Regions from separate parts of the Sus scrofa genome. Here region 1 is linked to region 2. The links are chromatin contacts, called in public Hi-C maps. All regions are on one chromosome and are shown on one strand. Each heading gives the region's core, a stretch centred on a gene start, on an enhancer-like site or on the middle of the called end of the contact. The rest is flanking DNA. Distances are from core to core; before and after follow the strand shown.

Region 1 (2,700 bases), core at 176-2,675, 58 kb before region 2:
AATATATCACTATAGGAGTTCCCATTGTGGATCAGTGGGTTCCAAACCCGACTAGTATCCATGAGGATGCACTCAGTGGGTTAGGGATCCCGAGTTGCCATGAGCTGAGGTGTAGGGCCACAGATGCATCTCCCATCCAGCATGGCTGTGGGATAGGCTGGCAGCTATAGCTCCATTTGACCCCTAGCCTGGGAACTTCCATATGCTGCACCTGCAGCCCTAAAAAAAAAAAAGGAACTGCAATAGAGGTGGGTGCATGATGGTGGTGAGAGAAGCTGGGACCAGGACTGGCTTCATGGGCGTGTGAACTATGCAGTTGCACAGGGCCCCTTGTCCCGAGGTGCCCCATCCTTAGTTTAATGCTCTGCTGAAATTCTTAATAAATCTAACAAGAAGCTCTGCATTTTCATCTTTCACTGAGCCGCACAAACTACGAAGCTGATCCTGGTTAGGACTGACTATGTGATGGGTGAGTGGGGGAAGGGCTCTGAGGGAGCAATGAAGGATTTGGGTTAGGGTCATAGTGGATCAGGACTGTGGCTGGAAGATGACAACAGGGACCTTGCAAGGGCTCAGGACAGCCCATGGGTCATTAAAGGGTTGCAGAAATTAACCCCTCATCAGTGAGGCTGAAGATGGGCTGTGCTACAAAATGAGGGAGTAAATGGAGGGTTTAAAGATATCAAAATAATGGTCAGTGACAACACAGGGCAGTGGTGACCGGTTGAAGAGCTTAATGAAGATGTGTCACAGCAGGTGGTCAGATGATAGGGAATTGTGGTGTGACAGGTGGACAAGGGTCGGTAAACAGGGGTGACATTGCATATTTATGAAGCCTTCTTCCAGGTCCTCCCAGTCAGCAAGACATCAGTGTTTCTGTGTTTATCTCTCCTGTAGATAACGGCTCAAAACCTAGGGGTGGGGCCTTTCTTGTGTGAGTCTGGGAACTTACTGATTTCCTACTGTGCTTAGCAGAGCACCAGTTAAATAGGGTGGGGTGGGGGTGTCCACCCAATGGAAGGAGAGGCAAAAGATAATGGGGCCGGAGCCTAAGGGCACGGGGGCCGGGGGCCGGGGGTGCGGGGGGTGAAGCTGCAGGTTGAGATAGGGTGTTGACTGGGGGAATACTGGAAATCAGTGAATGTGACAGAAGGTAAGTCTACAGTAGAAGAGATACGACGGGACTGGGAGGGGTTGAGTGAGCAAGGGAGGACAGAGAGAGGGGCACCGACTTCTGACCTCGGCCATCCTGACGGGCTCTGCGGGTGGCCTCAGAGGCTGCGGTGGAGGTCTCGGAAACTGGGCGGGAGTCTGAGGAATGGGCTATGCACCGCCCCCAGCATCTAAAACAGCGCCAAGTTACTTGTTTCCCCCCAAAAGGGGGCGAAACCCTGCGCGCGGCGCGTCCTCCGGTCTCCTGGCAACCGCCACGCCCTGTGCCGGCGCCGGAGGACGTTCGAAAGAGGTGGAGCCTCCGAGGCCTGCTCCAGGGCGGTGTTTCCCAGAGTCGTATGCAAATATTCTGAATGGGGCGGAAGCACGAAGATGAAGGGCGGTGCCTCTTGGGGACTGGGAAGAGTCCCAAGCTGTGCGCTGAAGATAGAAACATCTTAGAAAGAAGAGGCGCTGGGCAAGACCTGGGAGCTGTCAGTGGAGAACCGGGGACTAATACGTAGAAGACGGTCTGTAATCAGAGGGCTCTGAATTAGGAAAGACCGTCAGTCACACTCTGCCCTCTGTCATATTGGTGACCTGGTCAGGGGAACAAGAAATAATCTAGAGTCAATTCTAACCCTTATGACTATAGCTACTATACGCAGGACGCGGGGGGGGGGGGGCACTAAGGCAGAGAAAACACAGACCTTGCCCCCAAAGGGTTTAGTCACTAGTGGTGAGGAAGATAGGGAGCAGAGGAAGAGGCAGTCTGGAAAAACGTGTGTGAAGCCATGTCGTGAATATCTGCCTGGTATCTGAGACTCCTTTCTTCTCCCTCTCCTCTCTTTCACTATCTCCCTCCTCTTCCACCCCTTTTAGATTCCAAGTGCAAGGTTGGAGTTCTCTGAAACGTGCAAGATTCCTCTCTTTTTTTTTTCCCCCTTTATCCATCCCCATCCCTACTCCCACCTCATCCTCAGCCTCCATAGGAAGTCATGCTACAGTGCTTGGATATATATTTTCGAAAAATGTATAGTATTTTCATTAGTGCATTTTTTTAATTGTAATAATGGTATTGGACTTTAGGGATCATCTTATTTTCTACTGTTTTCACTCACCATTCTTTTTAAGGCTTTATCCCTGTTGCACTTGGTGGTGCAATCCCCAGTTCATTGCTTCTGGTAGCTACATAGCATTCCATATTGGACATCCACACATTTTACTTCCATCTCTCAAGCGCTGAATACCAGCGCTGCCTCCACCTGTCCAATACCACAAACAGTTCAGCAGTGGTCTTCCTTGTCCATGGTACTTTGTGGACTCTTCTGAAATATATAGCCTAAGCATGAGACTATTGAAACCATAAGGGAGGCACAGGGACATCAAATTCAGCTGTGCAACTTGTTCTACACAAAGACATTCAGCCAGGGGGCCAGTGGAAGCTGAAAAACAGCTTCCCTACCCTCTTGCCTATGTCATGTGCCCTGCTAGCAGAAGATACATCCTTTCCTTCCCACAAAACTCTGTTCCTTAGTCAAGCCATGA
Region 2 (2,700 bases), core at 163-2,662:
TTATCCTTTCCTACTCTCTCTCAATCATGGCCTCTGCCAGGGCACCAAGCTGACCTGGAGGTGTGATACAACCATGGTAAAAGAGCCTTTCAAAATTCTCTCCTTCCTGTTTCATTCCATGGATAAGGTCTTCAGGCAACTTGACTTAAAATCATTCTTCTGTGTTCTCAGTTTCAACTAAGCCCCTTGCTTAGAGCCAATTAGCTGCTTTTCACAAATTTCAGGATAGTCAGAGGTGAAATAAACTGTCAGTCTTAATGTCCAATGTCTTATCTTTCCTAGGTGTTCTGTCATCAGAAACAGAACAGGAAGCTGTGGCTATACCTCAACCCACTTAGTGGTGGTTCTGTTAACACACAATATCTTTTTTTTCGTTTAGGGTCGCAGGTGCAGCATATGGAAGTTCCCAGGCTAGGGGTAAATAGGAGCTACAGCTGTCAGCCTACACCACAGCCACAGCAACAGCAGGATCAGAGCTGTGTCTGCAACCTACACCACAGCTCACCGAAATGCCAGATCCTTAACCCATGATCCAGGTCAGGGATCAAACCCACCTCCTGATGGATACTAGTCGGGTTCATTACCCCTGAGCCACAATGGGAACTCCTAAAAACTCTGTTTTGGGTTAATTCGCCCACCTGCCACATCTAATGATATTGGCCATTCTTAAGGCTTAATAGCTTTCTCAGAGCTATTATCCCTGGTATCCTCAAGCAAGGAAAAATAGCTACTTCAAGATGATGACTTTCAGCCCACCCCACCCCCACCCTCGTCCCCCACGTCCCCCACATCCCCCAGGAGGTCACACTAAGGCCAGAGGAGGGAACCAAGGCTCTAGCTTCAAGCCCTCAGGGGTCCTTTAAGTGTGACCACTTCTTCAATTCAGCTTAAGAATTGAGACATTTTAGGAAAAGCCATTTGATGTTCTGGAATAGTAGAAAGCCCTATTTTTAAAACCTTCTGTTCTCCAGCTCACTGAAAAATGACTGCATATTCTTCTCTTGCTCTTAGATGTGACAGGGGATGAGGACCGAGCACGCTAATGAAGAGGAAGGGGCTGCTTGGTAAAACAAAACTTGAAACAGCTGCTCCTCTACGCGGGCCTCTCGGTCTCCCTCAGGCGGACGAAAGGAGGCTGGCTCTAGAGCGCACGTAGAAGGCCTCCTTGTGGCCATTGTTATGAAGTGCACCGGCCGAGATACCCCTCTGAGAGCTTCACCAAGGAAAAAAGAAATTGGCATTTTACGGGGCGCACGATCATAAAGAGAAGCGAATCACAAACGTCCTCAAACCAGGTATCCTAAAAAGCTTCAGTCTACAGTCTTGGACTCTCAGGTGCAGCTTCAATGACTGCACTTCAAAGCTTGACGCGGCCACTTGCCCTGCCTGTGGTCATTTACACCACTGCCCACAAATCCCGAGTCTCTGACCAGAACAGTGTTGTGGCTCTAAGCAGGTGCTGCTGTCCTAGCCTAAGGAGGAGAAAGAGGTTGTTCTTGATGGAAATAGTTCTGAAGAAGCAGAAACCCCCCTTCCCCCAATAAAATACACAAAGCCCCCTACAGGTACATCAGCAATGCAGTCCTTTATCCAGGAGCAGAAGCAAAGTACTCAGCTCCAGGGCAGAAATTTTCTGAGTTCATACAAGATAAGGATTTCAAATGTCAGGTCCCTACCACACTGACATACTCTAGCTGAGGCTGCGCTAACAACAACGAATGGATTCCCTTTAAAACAAACCAAGGGTATAGAACAAAGTTAAAGCACAGATAAAACCACTTCCCTAGAAAGACCCCCGAGAAGTAGGATCCAAGGGGATCACGCCCCTCCCTCTGGTCATCACTTTCAACTCAGAGTCTGCTGTGAAGATTCAGAACACAACTTGTCAATACTTGTCAAAGGACCACCCTGAAAATTCTATCCTGGAATCCTTTTCATGGGCTTCCTTTGTTAAAATGTACTTGTGAGACAGTAGGGGGGAAAGCTATGGGGCAAGGCTTGACAAGTCAAATACCTTTAAAGCGACGGATGGTGGATGAAAATATAAATGAATATTTATCAAATCTCTGAAGGGGGCAAAGAGGAAGACGATTTTCTTTCTTTCTTTTTTTGGCCTCGCCTGTGGCATGTGGAAGTTCCTAGGCCAGGGATCAAACCCTAGCCACAGCAGTGACCTGAGCCACAGCAGTGACAACCACTAGGCCACCAGAGAACTCCAAGGATTTTGTATAAAAACAGTGGAAGAGGTCACAACAGGAAAGGCTTATAGTACAATATTTTTAATGTTATATTTCTATATGTACCAAAAAAGACAAATCATAAGTTAAAGCAAAAAAATGTGTCTTAAAAACAGGCCAATATCCTTTATATATATAAGGACTAATTTTTTAAAAAAATCAACAAGGAAAATCATTAAGCCCTTAACAAACAAATGGGTAACAGACAATTTTCACAAATACAACACAAAGAGATGGCGTACTTTGGGGAAAATTTTCCACTTCACTAACAATCAAAGAAATACACATTAAATGAACAAAGAGAGACTGTTTCTTTCCAAAACAGGCAAATATCTTCTTTCATGCACTCTCCCAACAGTGAAAAGGAGATGGTACCAGGGGCACATGCACTCATAGCACGTGGGCGGCAAACAGCAAAGACTCGGGGGAGGAGTTCCCCTCGTGGCTCCGCGAAAGAATCTTA

Evidence for each region. A called contact is a pair of places that touch in the nucleus more often than the background predicts.
Region 1: a contact with region 2 is called in a Hi-C map of retroperitoneal adipose tissue, with 5 times the contacts expected there. The contact joins the promoter of CFAP58 here to the enhancer-like site in region 2. A contact is called at or near these places in 2 of 5 promoter capture datasets (fetal liver and liver), 31 of 47 Hi-C or Micro-C datasets (adipocytes, adipose tissue, alveolar macrophages and 16 more) and 2 of 2 datasets of contacts at active chromatin or transcription factors (alveolar macrophages and skeletal muscle).

The regions. Positions count from the first base shown.
Region 1 is chr14:115,291,111-115,293,810 of Sscrofa11.1, reverse strand. CFAP58 (cilia- and flagella-associated protein 58) reads right to left here and starts at 1,425. Exons shown (of 18, transcript XM_005671442.3): 1 at 1,240-1,425. The coding sequence starts at 1,248.
Region 2 is chr14:115,233,268-115,235,967 of Sscrofa11.1, reverse strand. All of the region lies in intron 5 of LOC100152209 (glutathione S-transferase omega-2), which reads right to left. Among named protein-coding and RNA genes, the nearest start is that of GSTO1, 28 kb to the right of the region's middle. Within about 2 kb of position 1,412, at least 16 of the 83 cell types and tissues checked have an H3K27ac peak or open chromatin away from gene starts, as enhancers often do. A contact at or near this core is called in adipose tissue, fetal liver and retroperitoneal adipose tissue, where this site is marked.